Linked DNA regions of Mus musculus: regions 1, 2, 3, 5, 6 and 7 are each linked to region 4. The links are chromatin contacts, called in public HiCAR-type and promoter capture Hi-C maps. All regions are on one chromosome and are shown on one strand. Each heading gives the region's core, a stretch centred on a gene start, on an enhancer-like site or on the middle of the called end of the contact. The rest is flanking DNA. Distances are from core to core; before and after follow the strand shown.

Region 1 (3,570 bases), core at 902-3,401, 3.0 Mb before region 4:
TGATAGGAAACATCTTGTAATATCATCTCCATAAAATTTTCCTGATTTTGTTGCTGTTTTGTCTGAGACAAGGTCTCACTTTAGTCCAGGCTGGTCTTTAACTGCTGTTAGTCCCCCTGTCGCAGCCTCCCAAGAGAAAGGATTACAGATGTGATCCACCTTGCCTGGCTGTCTCTGATATAGTTAGGAATTATTTTTTTCTTCTCTTTTAATCTTTTATGAAATTCTAAGCCAGAGCTTCTAAAAATATTAATGTGTTTATGAATTACCCAGGGACCCTGATAACATATAAATCCACATTAAGGGAGATTATATCTAGATATGTGCCAGGTAATGTTAATTCTGCTGGCCTGCAAACATAAACCAGATACGACATTATCTATTTGTCTGACATAAACTATGGACATCTAGTTATTCCGGAGGCTGAGGAAAGAGAGCATGTTCAGGGCAATATTAGGTCACATGCTGAGTTCAAGGCCAGCCTGAGTAACTTAGTGTGACTGTCTCAGACTAAAATTTAAAATCGGGGCTGAGCTGTATGAGGTAGTATATGCCTTTAATCCCTGAAGTAGGGAGACAGAGGTTACCTTGTCTACATAAAGTTCTAAGCCAAACAGAGTTACATGGTGAGACCCTGTCTCATTTTTAAAAAATGAAAAAAAAAATACAAAAACCAAAGAAAGAGTTAAAAAAAAAAACTAAGAAAGAAACAAATCATATTTATAGAAATCAGATTTCTAGCCGGGCATGGTGGCGCACGCCTTTGATCCCAGCACTCGGGAGGCAGAGGCAGGTGGATCTCTGAGTTCGAGGCCAGCCTGGTCTACAAAGTGAGTTCCAGGACAGCCAGGGCTACACAGAGAAACCCTGTCTCGAAAAGACAAAAAAAAAAAAAAAGAAAGAAAGAAATCAGATTTCTGAGAAAACTCACGTTCATCTTTAAACTGAAATTTCTTTTCTACTTTGTTGAGACAGGGTTTCAGTATGTAACCCCGGCAGGCAGAGAACTTGATAACTGTGTAGTCTAAGCTGGCCTTTAATTCAGGTATCTCTCTGCCTCTGCTTTTCAAGTGCTGGGGTCGAAGGGGTTCATCACCAGGTATTTCCATGTCTATATCGAAATCAACTTGTTTTTTCATATTGGGCAGTCAAAAATCTGGTCCCTGGTAAGTAAATAAGATTAAATAAAAGCAAAATCCAAAACCAGGTTACAAGGAGTTGAACTAATGAGGGGTGGGGGAAATTTCCCACAGTAGAAACGTTTTTTGTTTTTTTTTTTTCTCCCTGTTTTTGTTGTTGTTTGTTTTGTTTTAAGCAAGCACAGTCGCTTGCTCCAAACAGTACAAGCCAAGTCTATAGACACTGTTGGGAACACTAAGTTGAATTCCTCAAGTTTCAAATGCTCCTGAATACAGTTTTTTGAACACTGGGACCAAACACTACAAACTGTGTGGACCCAGGGATCTGGGCAAGAAATCAAGTTCAATTAAAAATAAATAAATAAAAGCACGTCTCCTTTCAAGTAAGTTTTCCATAACCTGCCAAAAGTCACCTCAGTCGGGAAGGTTTTCCTATTAATAGCAGAGCCACACAGCCCCACTTTGTTCTCCCTTAGATCCCTCACTCTTTTGAGTAACTGCGGAGCGGAGTTCAGAAAGAACTCCTTCCACCAGATCGGCGGGTTCCCTGGTGAACCAGGACACCCGGGGACCCCAGCCCGCAGCGCCGGCGCCCCGCACCCTGCCTCGTCCCCAGAGGCCTCCGGGAAGGCCCAGGGAGCACAGGGGCGGAGTCCCCCAGCTCTGCCAACCCCCCGCCCCGGAGCCCCGGAGGTCAGCCTCGGCCTCACCTTCCGCGTCCGCCGAAGACACAAAGGTGAAGTCCCCGTTGGCAGGCGCATAGGCCGGGGGCGGGCCCGGAGGCTGCATCCCGCCGGCCTCGGTGCTGACGAGCGGCTGGGCCCGGGGCTCCGGGACGACCTGCTAAGGGGCGGCCTGCGAGCCAGGAGGCGCGGGCTCGGCCGAGGGAGGGGACGCGCGAGCTAAGCGCAGCCTCTGGCTGCCGACCAGGTCGCACCCGAGGCCAGCCGGTGGCGAGCACCCAAGCACCACGACGCCGGGGCCCTGACAGGACCATAACAGTGACAGCGCCGCCGGGATTGGCTGTTTGTAATCTGCTCGACTATTGGCTCCCGCGAGAAGATTCTGATTGGCTGTTTCTGTGTTGATTCCGGAAACCACTCCAACACCGGAAGTGGCCTCTGAAATCTCTGTTCCGCCCTCATCAGCTGTTTACTTAAATAATTCTGTCTACCTTTTTCCCTGTTTGAGTTTTTATAAACATATCTTCTTCGTTGTTGTTTAACACAATTTGAGAGCTTAGTCGTTTGATGGCTCACGCTTGTAATTCCCGGAACTCCTAGAGAGGCCGAGGCAGCATTGGCAAAAAAGTGAGGCCCTTTTTTTTTCAAAGGAAAAAAAAAAAAACAACACACACACACACACACAACACACACACAAACTACTTAAGTTTTAGGACTTCAACCCCTCATTTCCGACCACAAGATTCTGCCACAATAATTCTATATATTAATTATATAGGATGTTTACGAAATTATGTGTCGTGACAAAGCTTAGTCTCCTTATCAACAAAATTAAGAGGCCGGAGAATGGTCATTGTAAAGCTGTAAATTTCCACCTACGGTTTAAGTACTCTGGCCAAATTAATTTATGAAGAAGGCAGCAGTCCAGAAAGGATAAATTAGGGCAAAGAAGCCCTTGCTTTTTGCCTGCTGCTGATTTCATCTGTTCCCTAATAAACTACCCAAAGTTTGCAAATTCACCTACGTTTTTATTATTTCTTTAAGATTAATTTATTTATTTTATACAAGAGTACACCACCATTGCTCTCTTCAGACACACAGGAAGAGGGCATTGGATCCCGTGACAGATGGTTGTGAGCCACCATGTGATTGCTGGGAATTGAACTCAGGACCTCTGAAAGAGTATTCGGTGCTCTTAACCACTGAGCCATCTCTCCAGCCCGGTTTTTATTTTTAAAGGCTATGCGTGTGTGCTTGAGGGTATGTGTGTGTGCAGATGCCTGCAGAAGGCACAAGAGGGCTTCAGATCCTTCAGAACTGCGGTTCCTGCAGACACCCAATGCGGGTTCTGGGAACCCAAACTCAAGTCTCTACAAGAGAGCAAGAGCTCTTAACCTCTAAACCAACTTCCTAGTTACTCGTCTATGTTTATAATCTTAAATTTTGCTTTTCATTTTTCTAAACTTCTGTATATGTGTGTATGTTGGTAAACCGAGTGCCACCCACATTCCTTAGCCTGGTACTCCCCTAGCCCAGCTTTGTTAACAGCGACAGCAGCCATGTCATCACCAGCGGCCAAATTCAATTTATTTCCACTGTTACCACAGGTGGAGTAGTCTTCCTGTGTACATGTGCCATACCATTTATATAGGCCAAGCCTTCACAGCTTGCCACTGTGCATCAGAGGCAGCCTTTTGTATAACTACCCTCCAATACATCTCTCCAGTGAGGGGTTTTTTTTTTTTTTT
Region 2 (3,225 bases), core at 365-2,864, 2.7 Mb before region 4:
TAGCCTACTTTTTACTTAATAGACTTTAAACAATTGGGCCTTTTCTGAATTTTTCTGTATGGCAGCTATTGAAGAAGAATTGAGAAAATTAAAAAGGATAACTTATTTTAAATTATGTGTCTGTGTGAGGGTGTGTGCATATGAACGCTGGTGCTTGTAGAGGCCAGAAGTGGGCATTGGATTCCCTGGTGGTTGTGAGCCATCTATCCTGTGTGCACAGAACTCAGCTCTAGTTGTCTGTAGCAAGCACTCTTAACCACTCTTACTGCCCCACTGGTATGTTTATAAAAAGAGAGAGAGAGAAAGAGAGAGAGAGAGAAAATATGAATATGTTCTATGGATGTGTGGTAGGTATGGGGGACCAGCCACATGATGGTATAGTGTAGAATAGAGTTTATTCAGGACATGGGGAGGGGAGTTAAGAGGGTAGTAGAGGCAGAGAAAGGCAGAGAGAGGGAGTAGAGAAATAAAGGTGTGTGTGTGTGTGTGTGTGTGTGTGTGTGCGCGCGCGCGGGGGGGGGGGTGGGGTGGGGGGAGGGTGTAGGGAAGGGATGGGGGAAGAGAAGAGCCCAAGAGGGCAAGAGAGGGAGGAGAGGGCAAACAGCCCCCTTTATAGTGGGTCAGGCCTACCTGGCTGTTGGCAGGTAACTGTGGGAAGGAGCTTAAACAGAATGCTAACACCGGTCCCCTACAGTTTTGATGTCTTGTTCATATTCTAGGCTGACCTTGAATTTGGGGCACTCTTCCTGTGTCAGCTTTTAAGTACCAGTGTTACAAGTTTTGAGCCATCATACCTGAGTACTTAGTTATTGTTGCTTAATTGTTGAATTTTCTGATGCTGGGGAATTGAAATCAGAATCTTGTGTATGCTGAGCAAGGATATTATATATATTACCAGTCTTCTTTTCATAAGGATGTTGTCACCAGTAGCTGGCTGAGGACTATTTTGTTCTACCCAGATAGAAGTTGTGTGTAGGAAAGGGGAAATTCTTCAAATGCTGGTCTCTAAGCAGCCTTTTTTTTTTTTTTTTTTTTTTTTTTTTGCATTGGTGTTTAGTAACTGCAAGCTTTGCCAGTAAGGTAGCAGAAGCCAGAGGTACCCTCTAGGGTTCTAGTCCTCCAGTTTCTGGGTATTGGAATCCTTAGCCCTATAAATGTTATAGGCCCTGTGTAGGCCTTAACTACTAAGTAGTCGTTGGTATAACCCCTCAGCATGGGCAATGAAGACTTACTACAATTCTGTGGGAACCTGCTAACCTGCAGTATCTGTTGATTACTTCTGCACACACACTTTTGATCCTTCATATGCATAATCCTCTTGTCACATATGCTCTCCTTCTGCTTTCTTCTTCCTTCCCGTCCATTTGAACTGTTTGTTCAGTTGCTTCTAAAGTTGTCAAGGAGCCGTGTGTCCGTAGTGTCCCCCTGCCCCCACTCTGGTGCATGCTGGGATATTTGGGAATAGTTTGGGTATGAATTCAGGCCTGGGGAAGTGGGGATGGGTTGTGAGCTGGGCCGTTTGGGAGCCACCCAGAAGTCAAGAGCACAGGCCAGGACTGCCACTCTGCAGGACTACAGCTGCTTCTTCAGCTGTTTAAGCCTCTTCATCTGTGGGGCTTTCATTGTCAGCACCACTGCCATTCTGCTGTTTCTGCTCGCTGCTGCTGCTACTGCCCCTGCCTCTCTCCTCTCCCACCTCCCTCTGGCGACCAGTTCAGCCACATTACTGAAAGTAGGCAAGAAAGACCATTTAGAGAAGCATTTTATTGCGCCTAATGCTGCAGTTTTAGGGGAAGCAGCACAGGAGAGTGTCTCCCAGCTGGCTCACTCAGTGAGCCTGACCAGCTTTATAGAGCCCCAGAAGCCGCCTTTGCACCCATCATCCCCTTTGTTTTGGGTCATTCACATCCACTTGTTTGAACATTATCTCTTTGTACTCATCATAGCCACTGAGTTGAACCAATCACCTCTCTGAGGGAAAAGTGCTTCCTTTTGGCCAAAGTGGAAATGATTTCAAGGTCATCTAGATTTCACTCAGGACTGTGAAAGGAAAAATTTGGTGCAAACTGTTTCACACAATTTTGGCTGGGGCTGTGCCTTCAGGAGCCAAGGCAGTCAGCTGCAGTCTGCTTAGTTGTCTCAAGGTATCCATGGAATGTTGAGGATGGCTGTAGCTGGCAAAAGAGTAGTCTGGCTGGCTGTTACTCTAATAGTCTTTTTTCCCAAGACAGAAAGGGTAATGAGGGAGAATACAGCACCTGCTAACCAAGGAGTCCAGTTGCCCATCCCCAGTGCCTTTCTTTATGGTATTAACAGTCTGAAGACAGGGCTGGGGCTGGGGGTGGGGAGTGCACCCTTTGATCTCAGCACTCAGGAGGCAGAGGCAGCTGGATGAGACTGTCCTGGTCTTCCAGAGCAAGTTCCAGGACAGCCAAGGGAACAAATATAAACCAAAAGCAAAAACAACACACAAACTCAAACAGTATAAAGATAAAGAACTTAAACTAATACTGGTCGTAATCTTTTTTTAGGTTTATTTTATGTGTATTGGTGTCTTCAAGAGCAAACAAGTTCTAACAACTGAGCCATCCTCCAGCCCCACTAGTAATGATTTAATAGTTTACTAAGTAGTATACAGGGAAGGGTAGGTTCTCCTCAGACCTTAATACAAAATAGTCTCTAATTATGCATGGACTTTACAATTTAAATGTATACTTTGTGTAGTTTGGTATAGTAGACCCATGTTCATGCTTGTACTCTGCTGATAGTAAACAGGATAGTTAGGAAGGCTGTAATTAATGTGTTTAAAAGTTGCTTTGATGTCCACAGATGGAAACTGCTACCAAACCAAATGCTGGTGGTTTTAATTACACTTTCCTTACCATGAAATCCTGCCGTGAGTGCTGTAGTGCTAACTATGGGATTGTTAGCTTGTACTGCATTTTTAGAGTGAATATGTAGATAAAAGTTGTACAAACTCTGACCATTAAAAATGCACTTTTTTCATCTCTAAACATAGATCCATTTGCCTACAAATGAATAGATGAGCAGACATCCTTGTTTGATCTTAGAGTAACAGAACTCAGGTCATAGCCGGTAAATATGGTGGTAGCCATGGATTTGCCACATGCGTGTTTGCCTTATTTAGGACAGTCACTTTCCTTAACAGAATTTGAAGAACAATGGACAGTGACTTTTAGCAAGTGGGTCTTGCCTCCCAAGTAC
Region 3 (3,277 bases), core at 377-2,876, 2.8 Mb before region 4:
TCATTAGGGTCTTTGCTAAGTTTGGTAAGCAACACAAACTCTTGGGAGAAAGCGGCAATTTACCTTTTTCTTGCCATTGAAATTAACTGTAGAGCTTTTCTCATAACACTTGAGAACTTGGCAAAAACCCCAACCAAACAAAAAGTATACTGTTACAGCATTAAGGAACGCCGAACTTGGTTAGGCAGCTAGACATCTACTTTGGACTTCTCCAGGATCTAGTTTAATGTGAAACTAAGATATACCCGGTGTATGATTTCTTTCCCAAATACTTTCTGGGAGTTGGGGAACTGTTACACTTCCTGGGTTTTGGAATCCAGCACTTCAAAGCCAAACAAACCACTTCCTTTGTGATTCTACCCAACTGGTAAAGGAATTCTTTTGCTGCGTGGAATACTTACGTGGAATACTGGGATTTTATAAGTGAAGGGTGACATTTGTAGTATTCCTTACCCCGTCTGGTTCCTCATACGCATTAACTCATAATCCTTGGTACCCCTCCCTCACGAACGTCACCCCCATTTAACACAGTAGGAAATAACTGAGACAATCTTTGCCACATTGCAGTTATACCTAAAATACAATTAGTAAATTTAACTGTGTCGAAGACATTAGGTCGTAAGGGGCGAGCCTGGGAAGCGAAGGTTACATTTTGACAGGGTCGGTCCTCCACCCCCCCATATTCTCCCATCCCAGTACGCCTCGCAGCGCGATGTCTCTGCCAGCGAAACTTCGCGGCGTGGCCCCAGACTTGCATTCCTGGGCGATACCCCGAGGGTGGGAACCCCACCAAGGACGCCGGGGAAGGGGGAACCCCGACGGGACTCGGCAGGCAGCGATCGCGTGTGTGTTGTGTGTGCTGAGCCAGCGGCGCACGGGGACAAGCCAGGCGGCTGGGGGGGGGGGGGGGGGAAGGGGCTCACCCCGCCTCGCGGCTGCGTCCTGCGCCCCGCGCCCTGCCCCCAGCCTCTGCTGGCGCTAAACCCCGGAGAGCGGAGCGTGCACGCTGAGCCTCCTCGGCGGGCCCGGCCGCGGCGCTGGGCATGCTCAGTGGGCCGGCCCCGGTAGAGCGGCGAGTAAGGACGCGTGGGCTCCCCAGGCTCTGCCTTTCCCGGGTTCAGGCCCCGGCCCCGGGCTGTGTGTGTGTGTGTTGGGGGGGAGGTGGCACCGATCGCCGCCGCCCTCCGGCTCGCGGCCTCCCGACCCGGGATGGCGCGGGGCCGGTCCCGCTTCCGCCGTTGAGCGCGCGGCACGGCGGGCGGAGGCGCGGGGCGGGGCGGGGCCGGCGGGCGCGCGGCGGGAGGGAGGCCTCGGTGGTGGGGGCGGGGCGGGGCGGGGCGGTGGGGAAGGGCGCGGAGTCACGGGGGTGGGGTCAGCGGGAGGCTCGGCAGGCCGCGCGCGGCGTGGCCGGGGGGCGGCTCGCGGAAGCAGCTCGGGCAGGGGTAGGGGCGGCGGCGGCGGCGGCGACTCCGCGGCCGCGCGGCTAGGGTAAAGCCGCCGTGGGCCCCATCTTCCGGCGGCCGGCGGAGTTTGTGGTGATTGTTGCCGCCCTCCGCCCTGGCTGCCATCTCCTCCTCTTCCTCCTCCTCCTCCTCCTCCTCCTGGGCCGGGCTGGTCCCCTCCCCGCGGCCGCCTCCTCCTGGGCTGGGCCCGCGGCGTCTCGTCCCCTCGCGGAGCCGCCGCCGCCGCCGCCTCCTCATTCATCCTCGTGCACCATAGGCGGCACAGGCACCAAGATGTCCAACCGAGTGGTCTGCCGGGAAGCCAGCCACGCCGGGAGCTGGTACACCGCCTCAGGTAAGGGCGCCAGGCCGCCGGGGTGGTCGAGCTGGGCAGCCGGGGCCCGGCGGGCGGGGACTCGGGCGGCGGGCGGAGGGCGCTGACCGCGTGCCGAGGGATCGGGGCCGGGCCGCGCCGCCTCCCCCACCCGGCGCTCGGGCAGGCGGCCTGGCGCCCGCGGAGTTGGGCGAGGAGTTGCCGGCCGGCCCCGGCCAGGGCGAGCGCGGGCTCCGCGGCTCCGCGGACGGCCTCTGCGGTGGGGAAGGACGAGTTGGCGCGGTCCTCGTTGCCAGAGGCTGGCCGAGGGGACCGCAGTTTTTGCTCCCACCCTTGGGGCACCCAGCGCCCCTGGAAGGAGTGACAGGCAGTACTTTTTCTACCCTATCTCTCGTGTTGCTACTCTTGGTCTCTCTCGCTTGGAAGATCTGTCAGACCTGGGCCTCTCGGGGGGATTTGTCGCTTTGTACGTGGAGATTCGGGCAGAGCTGCTGCCAGGCAGGGGCTCTGGGTGGCCTCCAAGGTCTTTTGTCAGTGTTTGCATTGTTACTGTCATTTAGGGGCAGCTGGAGATGGCATCAGCACTTTTCCTGAGCAACCTCTTTGGTATCCTGTGTTCAGCACCGAGCCGGGGCTGGACGACCTGCCTAGTTTAGCTTACGTTTTGAGAGAATTTTGTCTGCACTGTCTTCAAAAAACCATGTGTAGTTCTTTGGGTGAGAAAGGGTAGGGCCGTTTCCCTCCAGTACAACTCTCTTCACAAGGATTGTTTTCTGAGATTATTTTCAGGGGTCACATTTCTGCTTTGGTAACAAAGAAAAGTTCCTCCGTGATTCCTGTTGGTCTCTAGGCCATCTGTGCTTCTCAGCAACTGGCCCTAACCATATTTCCCTTTGCAAGTACTAGGGTTGGATAGTGACATGATTCTTTTGGGAAAACGGAAAATCTGGAAGGCAGTTTTTTTTTTTTCCCTGAGATTGTTCAACCAGCTGCAGAAGTACATGCATCTTGTTGGTCCACAGCGGATTTGCCCTGCTAAGACACAAAAGAATGACATGGTTGGGTTTGGAACTACTGCTAACAGGTGGCTGTAGTTTTTGCGTTAGATAAGTATGACATTTTATGGTCCTGAAGTACTTCATAGACTTTTAATCAGTTCTCACTACCTGAGAATGTCAGTTCTTGTGCCAGTATATGGGGAAACAGAAATTTAGTGCTGCACCCCAGACTAGGCCTGTGGTAAAATAGGAATTGTGTAAGTCAGGTCTCTGGCTCCTGAGTTTGCCCTTTATAATCAATGCACTATTAATACTGCTTTTTTGTTGTTGTTGTTGTTGTTGTTTTGGTTTTTCGAGACAGCGTTTCTCTGTGTAGCCCTGGCTGTCCTGGAACTCACTTTGTAGACCAGGCTGGCCTTGAACTCAGAAATCCGCCTGCCTCTGCCTCCCAAGTGCTGGGATTAAAGGCGTGTGGCACCACCTCCTGGCTTATTTTTAAGTAG
Region 4 (3,311 bases), core at 553-3,052:
CACCTTTAAGGAAAAATGCGATACTTTAAATGTCTTTTAATTTCAGAATTGGTCATTCAAATTTTTCAGCCAACTTAGCCAAAGATGCTTCTTAGTTTGATCCTCCTTTCTTCGGGTGCCCTCTATGGTCCTTTTTTGGTCCTTGAGTCAAGGCACGAGTCCACATGGTCCAAGTATTCAAGTCACTAAATCCTTAAAAGGTGAGTGTCTTGTCAAGTCAAAGGATAGTAATTACCTACAAGAATTTACCCTTTTTTAAATGATATAAATCTATTTAGAGAGGGCCACAGGAATGAAAGGAAAGACAGCTGTTGTGCTTTCAAACTACAATTGCCACAGGAAGTCACTCCATTTCTCAGATCCCTGCCCTACCTAATCCTTATCAGTTGTAGGGCAGTAAGATTAAAAGAGTGCTCTAGCCAAACCAAGTGCAGCATGAATAGTAATCAGAAGTTCACAACTTAACTAGTTTGCTAGGTCAAAACTTCAAGATTTATAATCTGTTTGAGCCACACTCCAGTAACTAGGTTTTACAGAACATTTTTATCTTCACTTAAGATATGTTTTGCATTTCTGGATATAGCTTTATTATAATGTAGTGGAAACCTTAAGAGAAAACCGAATAAAAAATAAATTAAAGGCTCGTCTAATAGCATTTATAGTCAAATTTCTTATGCAACTGACTGCAGAATAGTGTTTGTTTCTTAAAGACAGAGAGTCACTAGGTTGCCCTGGTGTATGCCAGGTCCATCAAACTGGCCTCAAATTCAAGACTCTCTCGGGTGTGGACCCTGCCCCACATACAAACTAAAGTCATTGAATTCACTGAGCCTCAAAATTATCTCTTTAGTTTTTGGAGTTGTTTGTACGTGTGGGTTTTGTTTGGGGTGGTTTTGCTTGGGTTTGTTGGTTGTTTTGTTTTGATATAGTGTCTATGTTGCTCTAGCTGTCCCGGATCTCACTAGGTAAACCAGGATGGTCAGAGATTCCCCCACAACCTACCCCCACCCCACCCCCGCTTCCAGAGCGTGGAAATTAAAGGTGTGTACCACAACGCCCGACTAAAACGATCATTTTTATGTTCTAATGCCATTAGTTTCAAGAAGTAAATGAACTGCCGCTTACAGAGTCTGAAATATAATGCCTGCTAATATATCTGCTGACTACTATTTGGTGATGGAGATCTTCGTGATACCTGAGATTTTGGTTTCCCAGTAGAGACGTAAAGTGAGGAGTCACTGTGACCGCTAGGGAACCTCAAACTCAAAAAAGGACTGCTTAGCTCAAAACTAGCTAACGGCACAATAATGCCGAGAGCCAGGAATCTACACTTTAGCCCAGGGACAGGCCACCACCATCCGGGAACTAGTAACGCCTGCTTGTTGTTCCGAGGCTGGGCGGCGGGAATCCAGAGCACTTGAGGAAGCCTGATGTTAAATATCCCTCAGGCTCGTCCACCGCCACACTCGACAGCCTCTCCTAACGTCAGGAACCTCACGCCGCCTCATAGGCTTGGGTCCTGGCCTCCATCCTATCGGAGACAAACCCGCGCTTTCTACTTCCAGGACGCAGCCATATTGCTGTACGGAACTTGATTCCAGGAGGGCTCGGGCCGCTCCGCCCGGACAGCCCTACTCGTCCTAGATGCCAGCTTCCCGGACAGGGCGGGACTCCCTTCGGGTCACCGACGCTAACGACGACCTGGGAAGAGCCCAGAGCTCGCTTGGCCCCCGATGCGGACACTTCCGGCGACGAGGGCGGGCGCTGAGCGAGCGCGCATGCGTACTCGCCGTCGCAGTCCTGACGTCAGCGCGGGCGGAAACTTTAAAATTCAAACCGCCTTGGGTTGACGGAAGCGGACGCTCTGGTTTGGGCGGCTGTTTTCGTGTGCAGTCGTGCGGTTTACGGAAAGCTGGGCGCCGGGTCTCGTTGAGAAGCTGAGCGAAAGGTAACTGCTGAGATGGGATCAGCTCTGTGTTAAAATGGTCCGCGGCGCTGGAGCTGACTGTTGCGAGGGAGCTGGGGTGGGATCTGCCCGGCTCTGCAACGTTTGTAGCGGGAGAAGGCGATGCTAACAGGTGGGGACTGACAGGGGGAAAGCTGATTGGTGTGTTGTGTACCCGTGCTGATGCTGCAACTTAAAAGCCTGGTATGGACATGACTGGAAACCAGTGAAATCATGAGAGTAAAACTAGGTTGAACGCAAGCCACCAAAACAAGGAGGGGTGTGGCTCAGTGCTCAGCGCTCAGCCCAGCTTGCTAAAGGGTCTGACTCTCCACCCCTAGCTCAAGACAAAACAACAACAATAAAAATGCGATCTGTCTAACCCTCTGTGGAAGCTAGGGCCGAGTGCATAGTGTCTGATGCTGCAGAGATGAAGACAGACTCCAACGTAGACATTATTTTGATACTTGTTTTAAAAGCGGGAGCAGCCTGTGTTGTAAACCGGATTGTTTATCTTTGTTGAAAGGTGTTGCAGTAAATCTCCAACCCAAATAAGCCCAGGCAATGAAAACACAACTTAATTAATATGAATACATGCTGTGCGCCTACATTGGGCAGATCTATCACTACACTACCATCTTCCCCATATAAGAGACCCCTTAGAACTTCTCCAGGCCAGGTGCTTCTGCTCTACTTTCCTTCTCCTCAGTCGTCCCCTCTCCTTTTCTCCCAAAACTTTCAGCTCCATCTTCCCCTCTTTTTTCTGCCTCGTTTTTTTCTACTTGAAGTTGCGTAGGTGTTCTTTGTAAGAACTTCGGTTTACATGGACAAATAAATATAGCATACAAGGAAACGATTGTTGTACAGAAACAAACTTAGTTGCTTTCCTACTAGAGGATAAAGATAATAATTGTTGCTCGTTGAATTGCTTGAGTCTGGAACATTTTCCTAACGCTGAAATCCTGAATTAGGTTTCGAGAATGAAGCGCAGTTCAGTTTCCACCTGTGGTGCTGGCCGCCTCTCTATGCAGGAGTTAAGGACCCTGGACCTCAATAAGCCAGGCCTTTATACCCCTCAAACGTAAGTGCCTCCCCTGTGCTTCTCAGCTGCTTACTTTACTGTCTAGAGAAAAAAAAAAAGTGCCAGAAATGGTTAGTACAAAAGTGTAAGTGATGTCTTGGTGACTCCTGTCTCCTCCCAGTAGTACTGGATTAGGGGGAGGGGGGCAATGAAATATAAAAGTGGACACGATGCTAGGTTTTAGCTCGTTGTCTCTCCAATTCCCATAGTCAGATTCTTTACTGGGCGTGCTATAAAATAATTGTCAATGCTTGCTTTCCTCTTATTCCTTTGTTATTAGCCGTT
Region 5 (3,361 bases), core at 169-2,668, 2.8 Mb before region 4:
TAAAGTGACTAAACCATCTCTTTTCTCACCACCACACCAAGCACAAAAGCTCTTTTCAAGTACATTAGGTGTGTGGGTTGTAGGAAAGTCTGGAAATCTTAGCTATAATCATTGTAGGGACAGCTGAAGGCTTCTTCTTCTTCTTCTTCTTCTTCTTCTTCTTCTTCTTCTTCTTCTTTTCTTCTTCTCCCCCTCCCCCTCTCCTTCTTTTTCTTGAGACAGGGTTTCTCTGTGTATCCCTGGCTGTCCTGGAACTCACTCTGTAGACCAGGCTGGCCTCTAACTCAGAAATCCACCTGCCTCTGCCTCCCAAATGCTGGGATTAAAGGCATGCAGCACCACTGCCCTGCCAACTGAAGGCTTTTTGGAAACATTTTGGTGTTAGCTAGGAGTCTGAACATTCCAAGAAACTCACTAGTAAGAAGTATTAGTAAAGAAGTTAGGTCCCTGACAGAGGTGGGTATTAAAGGCTATTTAGGGAGCTAACTAGGTTCAAGACAACTAACTAGTGTCTCTAGATTTGCAGCATTCCAACCTCTCCATACCCTTGAAATCCTAATCCATCAACAGTTACAATAATTACAGGAAAGCAGGCTCTCCTGGAACTCCCGTTCAGGAAGCTCTGGCTGGCGTTTGACCCTCTTTACCTCAGTCAGCCAAATGCTGGGATTTCAGACACCTGGCTTTAAAATGTAAAAACAAGCAAACACAACCCAGGTTGGAATCCATAATACTACAGTCTGGAAAGCCATTTCTTCTGTAGAAATTGAACCAAGATCCTTGGTTATCCCAGGAAAGCGCTCGACCATGAGCTGAACTCCTTATCCCTGGAAAGTAATTAAAAAAAAAAAAAAAAACTAATCTAGACATAAATGTAGAATAGTGTGAACGTGGTATCCTCATAGACTGCAGGGCTTGAATAAAAGCCGCCCAAGAATTCCCAAACACTCCTCCTTGTTTCCCTTTGGCCTTAAAAAAATTATATATGTGTGTATGTATACGTATATATGCGTGTTTTGCCTGAATGTGCGCGGAGCACACGCGTGCCTCGTGCCTGCGTAGATAAAAAGAGAGAGTCAGCTCCCCGGAACCGGAGTTAGGGATAGTTGTGAGCCACCATGTGGGCGGTGGAGACCAAACCTAAGTCGCCTGTAAGATTAGCCAAGTAATCAACCGCTGGATGCCCTCTAGCCCCTAGTAAAGCCTGAGCAAGAATCGCTCAGCAAGTGAGTGGCCTCGGTTCCTCGGGGACCGTCACTTCCAGGTGCCACGAAGGACTGTCTAAAGGAGAAAGATCTACGGCAGGGTGGAGCCGGCAGGTGGCCAGGCACCCCGCGCACCGCAGAGGCGTAGGCCCACTTAGGCGGGCTCGGGCACTTCTGCCCGCGGGGCCGCTCTGCGCAGGCGCGGCGGCAGCGCGACGTCCCTCACTTACGGCCGAAGCGGTTCGCGCTGTGAGTCGGTGGCGCCGTGCAGGGCACTTAGGAACCGACAGCCTTGGCGCGGGTAATCAGCTTCCCTGTCCTCCTCCTCCCACCGCTACATCCTTGGGACGACCTCCGAGCCTCGCGATGCGACGAGGACGGCCAGTCGGTGGCCCGACCCAGCCCGCGCGTCTGCTGCCCGCGGGGGTGAGGGGCGGGGTCCCGGGCTGGGCTGCACCGCACCGGGTCCTGGCGTCTTCCACTTGAAATCTCCCGGGTAACTAACTCGCGGCTCTTCTTGTTTTGCAAGACTGGTATCCGGTTGATTGCGGTTTGCAGGGTCCGCCATGGAGTCGGAGCAGATGCTGGAGGGACAGACACAGGTACCAGGAGGCCCTGGGTTCAGGGTGGCGGTGTGCGGGGAGGCAGCGCGGGACGGGCGGATGTCTCTCTCTGTGACTGTATTTTGTTTTCTAGGTTGCAGAAAACCCTCACTCTGAGTACGGGCTCACAGACAGCGTTGAGGTAACTCGCTCAGTTTCTCTGCCGCATGCATCTATGGGTCTCTTGAGAGCTGGAGAAAACTTAGGATCGGTTTACTAGGCTACTCTGCACGAGGGAACTCTTTGCTGCCGCGATCTCTCCGTAGTATCAGATTATAAGTGGCTTCTTTTTACTAGCATGCTAATACTTGGCTAAAAATAAAGGTACTTTGTAAATGAAAGATTAGATGATCCCGGAACCAGAGCTGGGAAGGTTTGGTTAGGAAAATGGAGGCTTCCCGGAGAAAATTTGTGTGTGAATGGGAGACTCGAGGGATTAAGTTCTGGTTTAAAAAAAAAAAAAAAAAAAAAAGGGCAGGACCACGTTTCCAAGAAGTTGTACAAACAGGTGTTAGAATTTATTCAACACTTTGCTGTTTGTGAGATATATACCAGGCTAATTTGAATGTATCTTCAGCTCCAGAATGCTTAAAGTTGAGTAACTTGTTCAAGGTCAGCGGAAAGTAAGCTTAGACATGTTTTCTTTTTTATTTTATTATTATTATTATTATTATTACTTGTGGGTGTGTGCGCGCATGCACACGCTCGCTCATGCATGTGCACTAGTGTGTGGAGATCAGAGGGCACCCTTACAGAGTAGGTTTTTTGCTTCCACCCTTAGGTGGGTTCTGGAGATGGAACTCAGGTTAGATGTGGGGGTAGCAAGCTCCTTACACACTGAGCAGTCCTGCCTGACCTAGAACTGACTCTTACAAAAGGATTGCATTGTATTTATATTTGTGTGATCTCTCTCTGTCTCTCTTTGCTTCTCTCTGTCTCTTTTTCTGTCTCTCTCTCCCTCCCTCCCTCCTCTCTGTGTTTGTGTGTTTATATGTATGTATATATATTTTTTTATTTTTTCTATTTTTTTCCCCCTGAGATAGGGTGTCATTAGCTCTGGCTGTCCTGGAACTCACTATGTAGATCATGCTGGCCTTGAATTTACCGAGATTCACCAGCCTCCACCTCTTGGTGTTGGGAGTAAAGGTGTGTGCACCGAACCCGGTTTATATATTTCTTTTTACTGCTTTATGGGTGTTCTGCCTGGGTATATATGTACATCAGAAGGCCGGAACTTGAGCTACAGACAGTTGTGAGCTACCATGTATGCTGGGGATTGAATGAGGATCTCTCTCTCTCTCTCTCTCTCTCTCTCTCTCTCTTTCTCTTTCTCTCTCTCTCTCTCTGAGACAGGGTTTTTCTATGTAGCCCTGGATGTCCTAGAACTTACTCTGTAGACCAGGCTGACTTCAAGCACTCTCCTGCTGCTATACTGGTGTTCTTAACCACACACACACCCCCTCCCCCAACTCCAGCTTTGGCTGTCTATATTCTTATTTATATTTCTTAGGCTTTTGAAATTCATTTTATGTGCTTGGTTATTGTGCCTGCATC
Region 6 (3,580 bases), core at 641-3,140, 2.8 Mb before region 4:
TCTCTGTGTAGCCCTGGCTGTCCTGGAACGCTCTGTAGACTAGGCTGCCCTCAAACTCACAGAGCTCCGCCTGCCTCTGCCTCCTGAGTGCTGGGATTAAAAGCGCGCTCCGCCACCACCACTGACTCCAGCTTTATTTCTTTTGTAACAGAAAATGGATGTAACTAATTTTTTAAATGCTTGTTTGTTAGCTTTGTTTCCAAGACACTAAGAAGGAAACCCAAGCTCTGAAGCCTCCTAGCACACAGTATCACTGAACTACATCCACAAACCCCTAAGGGATCTGGGCTCATCTCAGGGATGAAAGGAGGACTGCCTTCTCCATCCTCCCCAAGTGATCACTCTATGCTCCCAAAAAGTACTGAAGAGCTAAGCACAAAAAGCTTGCTCTCACAAGCACAAACTACTCTTCTCCTGTGTCTGCTACTGTGGGTGACAATAAGAGACATAAGGCTTTCTAAACCCCACTTAGCATTTCCCACACAAGTTTTCAATTAACGATTAGCATAGATTTGGGGTCACCTGTTTCCATCTTGTAAGTAGTAATTTCATCTGTAAAAGACCTGTACTGATAGTACTCTGACCTCAGAATTATTGTGAGGATCAAAGACACATGCAAAATGAATTGACAATGCCTGCCACACAGAAAGGCGAAGAAAAGATGTTGCTTGAAGGAAACCTGAAGTATGCAGTATTCCTGCCTTCACTGCGAGGCAGGAGCGTTTGTTTTATCTTCTATGGTAGAATGATATATGCCTGTTTACCCAACTCATTCATTTAATATTTTTAACATTAAAATTTAGAAACTCGAGAGTGCCTTGGAATAAAATAAAAATAACAAAATAGTAAAAACTAAAGCAACTAGCGGTTGAAATACAGCTCAATAAAAAAGAAATCTTCAAGACTCACTATATTGGTAAAAATAATTCATGAAACTTCAGAATATGGCAAATCCGGCTCTAAGTATAAGGAGCTACTACTCCTTTCAAATCCAAGTCAACCCCCCCCTTTTTTTTTTCCTCTCCAAACACTACAGAACCCTTCTCAATGAAGTTTATACACAGCTGTTTCGATACCAAAACCTTTTGGAAGCCCAGCTCAGAGAAAGCAACACTGTTTACAGTGTTAGAAAGAATCCCGTGTGGTCGGTCACTCTAGGCCAACTGTCACTGTCACCAGCACGCCTGGGTGTCTCACGGGGACTTGGGTCATGCACAAGTGTGGGGGTGCTGAAACAAAGTCGAGTCAGGGCGCCCTGAAAGGGGTGAGGATCAACTAACTAGGCGTCGCACAGCAGGATCTGGCCTGTGGGGACTCGGACTCCCGAGGCAGATCAACTCCGGGGGTGCAGGAAAGGGACGCAAGTGGCGTCCTCCCAGGGCCGCCCGCCCCGGCCAGCCCGCCGGCCTCCCTCCAGCCCCCCAGTAGTACCTTTCTCTTCCTCGTCGATGCGCAGGGCAATGGAGATGTACTCGAAGGCCTGCTTGTGGAAGACGCGGACGCTCTCGGCCTCGCCACCCGGTCCGGGCTCTGGGGGCGAGGGCGAGGCGGGCGCCGGCGCGGTCCCGGAGCTCCTCTTGGCGGCCATGAGGGCGCGGGAGAAGCGCTGGCAGAGCCACGCGAAGAGGAGCCCCAGGTGGCAGGCCAGCAGGCGCAGCAGGGCGAAGCCGACGACCAGCGGGGACGAGAAAGAAGACGGGTTCCGCTTAGGCGGCGAGCCGGCCGCAGGGGCCGGGCCGGCGGCAGGGGCGGGGACCGCGGCGGGGGGCGGAGGCCTGGCGGGCGCCGGGCTCGCGCCGCCCGAGCCTTTCTTCTTCCGTCGTCCGGCCGGAGAACTCATTCACAGCTCCCACTGCCGCCGCCGCCATAACCCGCTTCCCGCAGACCGACGGCGACCAAGCGGCGGCGGCGGCGGCCACTGCCACTGCGGCGGCGGGGGCCCACGGAGCCGCTCGCGCGCCAGCCGGAGCCCGGGAGCCTGGCACCTGCACGCGCCGCTCGCCGGCCCCGCCCCTCGCTCCTCAGCTGCCCAGGAGCACAACCCCGTCTCCTCCTCCTCCTCCTCCTCCTCCCGCCGCGGCCGGTGGCTCCTGCCCCTCCTTTCCTTCTGTCCCCTGGGCCGCTGGCACCTCGCTGCGGCGGCCGGGCACGCGCACGTCCTCGGTGAATGGCTCTGGTGCGCGCGCGTACGCCGCCGTCTTTGTTGACCTGGGAGCTTGTGCGCATGTGCGGCATCCTCCTACCCCCCACGCCCCTGCTATGCCCCTTTCTCTGGGAACCTCAGTTCTGTAGGCGCGGTTCGGCTTGCGATGGTCCCAGGGGTTCGTCGCTCCGCAGGTTCTTCGACTTTTGAAGAATCGGAATAGGGAGCTTTGATAATAAATTTTTAAATGGGGGTTAACAGCGTTTGAGTGGCTTTACTAGTGCTCAGGTCTGCTGTCTCGCAGTGCGGTTGTTTGCCTTTGTGTGAGATGCTGACCTCCAACTCCTCTTGTAGCTGAGGAAGGAGGCCTTCAACTCCTGATCTTTCTGCCTCCGTCTCCCCAAAACTAGGATTACAGGTGTGCATCATCACTCCTATTGCTTTATATATCTTTGTTTTCTGCTGGTTGAGCCAATAGGTCTTTTGCAAAGGATGGCTGATCTGAGTTTCGTATCAGAGGCAGTGTGTAGCAATTTGGGTATGTTAGCTGAGAGGGAAACAAGTTGCAGAGACAAAGTTCAAGACATCCTAAAGGGAAAACTTTATTACCACGAGGACCACGAACCCTACTTTCAACTAACCTATTACACGTTTGTGTTATCTCAGGATTAGTTATGTGAATGCAGTCATTCTTGGGTTTTGCCTAGTTACCATACTTGGTAGAATCCATACTATCTGTGTGTGCACGTGGATGTGTGTATATGTCTTCACCATTTCTTCCTTTGGTAGACTATCTATCTACTCAATATTTCCCATATTCTAATGATCAGCAGTTGTTCTACAGATCCTGGATCACATAGAGGAAAACAAACCGTGGGCCAGTCAGACTCCTGCGAACTGGCATCTGGAAATAGAAGTTAGTTGAAATCAAAAGCTCTAAGAGCCAGTCGATGCCATCTGTATTCCCAGAGTTTTTGGATTCCTAGACTATATTGCCTATCCAATAAACTATTCAGTCTTTCCTCTTTCTCCCTCCCTCGCCCATCCCCCTCCCCTCATCCCTGTCTTTAAAAACAAACAAACAAAACCACCCCCTCTCATTTCAGTTTGCCACAATTATTTCTTGTTGCCTAAATGAGTGACTACTAACACAAAGTCTCTATTGTTTCCAGTGTGAGGCATACAGATCCCCTGTGAGCGCATAGGAGAATCCCTGCATTCTGCTGAAACTATATTCCCTACCAATATAAATATCATAGATTGCTGCAAAATTTACGTCCATTGTTTCCCACTGCTGCCTGCCTTCTTTTCTGCTTCGATCCTGATTATATTTTTCACATTCTGAAATGTTTTCTGTCTTTCAAATTTGTATTCCTTTCAATTCCTTTTATCCAGTAAGCTCTGATTCTCTTTTGAACCATATAGTAGTGGTTGTGT
Region 7 (3,691 bases), core at 431-2,930, 2.9 Mb before region 4:
CAACGTGTATATTGTATATGTTTATTTCTTTAAAGTTGGAATAACTGAAGGTTGTCTGGTCACTGTTCATTTTACACACACACACACACACACACACACACACTTTTATTTTTGAGACAGGGTTTCTCTGTATAGCTCTGGCTGCCCTGGAATTCACTCTACAGACCAGGCTGGCCTCAAACTCAGGATCCACCTGCCTCTGCTTCCAGAATGCTGGGTTAAAGACGTGCACCACAACTGGTTTATCCTATCCATTTTCTGTACCCAAAGGATTACTGAAATTTTATGAAAATACTGTGTGTGATTTTCCCCCTATCAAGGGCTAGAACTATGATTCACAAATCAAGAGTATTCACTGCTCTTACAAAGGACACAAGTTCAGTTCCCTGTGCCCACACGGCACTCACAGTTGTCTGTAACTCCACTCCCAGGAGATTCAACACCCTCATTTTACTTCCCCGGGCACCAGACACGTACTTTGTGCACCAAGAAACAGGCAGACAAACATCCATACACAAAATTTAAAAAAAAAAAAAAATCTGGGAACCAGAGAGATGGCTCAGTACTTGAGAACACAGGCTGTTCTTCCAGAGGACCTAAGCTTGACTCCTAGCATCCACATCTGCTCACAGCTCCCTGTAACTCCAGCTCCAGGGATCTAATGTCTCTGGCTTTCTCCCACAGCTGCACCCACGTGCACATAACCACACAATTTAAAAGAATACGGTGAATTCTTTTACAGATCTTCATTAGACATTTTAATATATAATATTTTAATGTTTTGGTTTTTCGTTTTTTTCGAGACAGGGTTTCTCTGTATAGCCCTGGCTGTCCTGGAACTCACTTTGTAGACCAGGCTGGCCTCCAAAGAAGGAAACTTTATGGTGGCAACAGTAAGAACACAAATATGTCATTGTCGTATGTAAGTTACCAGTAAGGGCTCAATGAGTTTTTGTGATCGTTTCAAAGGGCGGTCAGCACTCTGACATCTGAAAACGCAACCACCCGTTCACCTTTACAGAATACTGAGATAATTATGTTTGACTTACGCGTTTTGTTGTTTGGTTTTAGATTATGGGGTTTTTTTGTTTTTTTTTTTCGGGTCAGAGTCTCTATTTAACTCAGGGTGAACTTCGAAGTGCAATCCTCCTGCCTCAGTTTCCTGAGTTGTAGGCCAAAGGCATGTGCCAAAACACTCAGCTTAATAATTAACTCAATAATTTTTAGGAAAAACCTGACATTCCAACAACCATAGCGTATACTAGAACCTTTCCCGAGCTGCTCCACTAACCCTTTCTGTAGCCGCTGCTCAGTGCCGAGCTATTCAAACACTGAAAAGCAAACGAGTGAACACGCCCTAGAAAGCCCCACGCAAGCCTCAAGTCGCTGATGGCGTTCACTTGTTCTCAGAGGAAGCTTTAATTTTAACATTAGGCAAATCTGGCATTTCCCAGCTGTAGAGGCACAGAGCAGGAACCCTTCAAGAACCCGAGCGCTGGGAACCCCAGCGCAGGCCCGACCACGCGGTTCCGAGCAGCTGCGGTACAGCAGGGCGCTCGAGCGAGGAAGCAGGAGGGAAACATCCCGCAAGAATCCCGCACACCCCACGGCCAACTCACCATGGTAAGGAGCCGTACAGCTCCCGCCGGAAGACGCTCTGAGAAGTCGCATTTCTCAAGCGGAAGGGGCGGGCCTTCAGAATCCGATTGGTTGCAGGGCGAGGGGGCGGGACTGCGCATGTACCCTAGGTCGCCGTCTTTTTGTTCTCCGCCGCCTGGGAAGTGGGCGGATTAGAGCTGCTCTGGGCGGGGCTGCTCGCCCAGGGAAAGGGTGGGCATTTATCACCTTGGGAGGAACTTTGAGGTCTGTTCAAAGTCTTCTACCAGAGTGTGAGTTTATTACAGTTTATACTCCTGTTTTAAAAATGAAGAAGCAGGAACATTAAGAAATGTCACAGTAAGGCCGGGCAAGTCTCGCTGATTTCGAGGTCAGGCTCCTCGAGGTAGACTCAGCCTATGTTAAAAATACATTTATCAAATTCCCAACTGTTTCATTAAAAATAATGTCGCAGAAAACGCTTGGCTTAAGAACACAAGGATTCGAGTTAAATCACAAGAACCTACGCCGTCACGATGGCCACACCTGTTTGATCTCAGCACTCAGGAAAGCAGAGGCAGGCATATCCTTAGTGACTCGATTTCAAAAACCCAGGTGAACGTCAACCTTAAGTATAAGGTTGTTCTCTGGCCTCCACGAGCACTTTACTGGTGCACGTCACCGGTCAGGGTGCAGCATCGCCTGCGTACTATTCTAACGCTGGAGGCTGAGGCAGGAAGACTACACTACACAGCAAAACTGTCTCAAAACCAAAACGAACGAGTGAGTGAGTGAGTGAGTGAGTGAGTGAGTGAGTGAATGAATGAATGAATGAATGAATGAAAAGAGGTGATGGCTTTTCCTGACTCCAGTCATCCAAGTGGCTACTGCAGTTTAAGAGGATCTGACACCACCACCAGGTGGTAGAGCCCTTAGGCATGACACACAAGGGTTCAATTGCCTAAACTGGGTGCAAACCTGTAACCCTATAGATTTGGTAGCTGAGGTAGAAATATTCAGTTCAAGCATACTTGGGGTTTAGAGTAGGTCACTGTCAGCCTCCCCAGTTAGTGAGAGCATCTCAAATTTAAGGAAAAAATAAGCACTTGTAGCTGGAGTCCACTGTTTTGTATATGGTGCCTGTCTTGGGAAGCTGTGGCAGGACACTGAATTCAAGTCACACTTCACTACGTAAAGTACCAAAAAGACAGAACAATAAGAGAGGGATTTCTTAGGGAGAATACTTTCGGGGGTGGGGGGTGGGGGAGAAGGAAGGGTGAGACAAGGACTAAAATTTATTATATACCAGGAAACTGTCCAAGAATAAAATATTTTTAAAAATCTGAAGCATGCCTTAAGTCTTATATGTTTCATAAGCTAGTGTGGAACTCAGAATAGCTGACTTTGAACTGAAAATACTTGGCTTTATCCCATAACAGAGTTTTAAATCTCTACAGTTTCTTTCTTGCACAGTCATTGTAGCCTATAAAGATTGTATTTGCAGATCTTATCTTCTAGGCACTGATCTTAGTGAAATTGTATCCTAGTAAGAGACACATGCAAGAAGAAAAAAAATTCAGTTATTTGTAAGTAGAATGTCAAAACTAAGGTAATGTGCTAGGTATGGTGGATCATGCCTTTAGTCCTAGTAGCTAGAGGCAGAGGCAAGCAGAATTCTGTGAGGTCCAGGCCAGCCAGAACTTCACAGTGATACCCTGTTTTTTAAAAAGAAGTGGGGGGAGTTATGTTATAAATATTGACAGGGTAGATAATTCATAGTGGTCAGAGTTTTGTAAAAATATTTTATTTGTGTGTTCAGGTGTCTGAAGCGGCCGGAAGATGGCATTAGAATGCCTTGGAGCTGAAGTTAAAAGGCTTTTGTAAATCACCAAATATGGGTGCTGGGATTCAAACTCAGTCCTCAGGATTGAGCAGGAAACACTCTTACCCACGGAGTCATCTCTCCAGTCCCTCAGAAAAGCTTCTACAAGGTGAGCGTCATTTCTGAGTTATAAGTATTCTTGGAAATACCGCTTTCCAGGCAGAATAAACTAAAGAAAATATCTCATTGGAATGGTGTATTTTGAACTGGTTG

What was found. Promoter capture Hi-C pulls out the DNA fragments that hold promoters and counts their contacts. HiCAR-type assays count read pairs that join an accessible place to other places. Capture Hi-C pulls out chosen DNA fragments and counts their contacts.
Region 1: a promoter capture Hi-C map of liver shows a contact between it and region 4, with 6 times the contacts expected there. The contact joins the promoter of Yipf4 here to the promoter of Ndc80 in region 4. A contact is called at or near these places in 3 of 39 promoter capture datasets (cranial neural crest, hippocampal neurons and pre-B cells), 2 of 115 datasets of contacts at active chromatin or transcription factors (astrocytes and large pre-B cells) and 2 of 9 other capture datasets (adipose tissue and liver).
Region 2: a HiCAR-type map of astrocytes shows a contact between it and region 4, with 7 times the contacts expected there. The contact joins the enhancer-like site here to the promoter of Ndc80 in region 4. A contact is called at or near these places in 3 of 39 promoter capture datasets (hippocampal neurons, liver and pre-B cells) and 1 of 115 datasets of contacts at active chromatin or transcription factors (astrocytes).
Region 3: a promoter capture Hi-C map of embryonic stem cells shows a contact between it and region 4, with 5 times the contacts expected there. The contact joins the promoter of Memo1 here to the promoter of Ndc80 in region 4. A contact is called at or near these places in 2 of 39 promoter capture datasets (cranial neural crest and embryonic stem cells), 1 of 115 datasets of contacts at active chromatin or transcription factors (embryonic stem cells) and 1 of 9 other capture datasets (liver).
Region 5: a contact with region 4 is called in a HiCAR-type map of astrocytes, with 5 times the contacts expected there. The contact joins the promoter of Dpy30 here to the promoter of Ndc80 in region 4. A contact is called at or near these places in 1 of 39 promoter capture datasets (liver) and 3 of 115 datasets of contacts at active chromatin or transcription factors (astrocytes, double positive thymocytes and large pre-B cells).
Region 6: a HiCAR-type map of astrocytes shows a contact between it and region 4, with 7 times the contacts expected there. The contact joins the promoter of Spast here to the promoter of Ndc80 in region 4. A contact is called at or near these places in 2 of 39 promoter capture datasets (embryonic stem cells and pre-B cells), 2 of 115 datasets of contacts at active chromatin or transcription factors (astrocytes and embryonic forebrain) and 1 of 9 other capture datasets (macrophages).
Region 7: a contact with region 4 is called in a HiCAR-type map of astrocytes, with 14 times the contacts expected there. The contact joins the promoter of Slc30a6 here to the promoter of Ndc80 in region 4. A contact is called at or near these places in 3 of 39 promoter capture datasets (embryonic stem cells, liver and pre-B cells), 1 of 115 datasets of contacts at active chromatin or transcription factors (astrocytes) and 2 of 9 other capture datasets (adipose tissue and liver).

The regions. Positions count from the first base shown.
Region 1 is chr17:74,488,074-74,491,643 of GRCm38.p6, reverse strand. It overlaps Yipf4 (Yip1 domain family, member 4), which reads right to left and starts at 2,151. Exons shown (of 6, transcript NM_026417.4): 1 at 1,850-2,151. The coding sequence starts at 1,928.
Region 2 is chr17:74,263,645-74,266,869 of GRCm38.p6, reverse strand. The region is part of intron 1 of Memo1 (mediator of cell motility 1); the gene reads left to right. Among named protein-coding and RNA genes, the nearest start is that of Gm52299, 11 kb to the left of the region's middle. Within about 2 kb of position 1,614, at least 120 of the 459 cell types and tissues checked have an H3K27ac peak or open chromatin away from gene starts, as enhancers often do. A contact at or near this core is called in astrocytes and liver, where this site is marked.
Region 3 is chr17:74,293,212-74,296,488 of GRCm38.p6, reverse strand. Memo1 (mediator of cell motility 1) reads left to right here and starts at 1,626. Exons shown (of 9, transcript NM_133771.2): 1 at 1,626-1,797. The coding sequence starts at 1,737.
Region 4 is chr17:71,525,348-71,528,658 of GRCm38.p6, reverse strand. Ndc80 (NDC80 kinetochore complex component) reads left to right here and starts at 1,802. Exons shown (of 17, transcript NM_023294.2): 1 at 1,802-1,948; 2 at 2,917-3,026. The coding sequence starts at 2,926. It also overlaps a transcript of Spdya not described here.
Region 5 is chr17:74,314,490-74,317,850 of GRCm38.p6, reverse strand. It overlaps Dpy30 (dpy-30, histone methyltransferase complex regulatory subunit), which reads left to right and starts at 1,418. Exons shown (of 5, transcript NM_001146223.1): 1 at 1,418-1,506; 2 at 1,735-1,807; 3 at 1,902-1,949. The coding sequence starts at 1,772.
Region 6 is chr17:74,337,297-74,340,876 of GRCm38.p6, reverse strand. It overlaps Spast (spastin), which reads right to left and starts at 1,890. Exons shown (of 17, transcript NM_001162870.1): 1 at 1,432-1,890. The coding sequence starts at 1,840.
Region 7 is chr17:74,393,597-74,397,287 of GRCm38.p6, reverse strand. It overlaps Slc30a6 (solute carrier family 30 (zinc transporter), member 6), which reads right to left and starts at 1,680. Exons shown (of 14, transcript NM_144798.6): 1 at 1,620-1,680. The coding sequence starts at 1,622.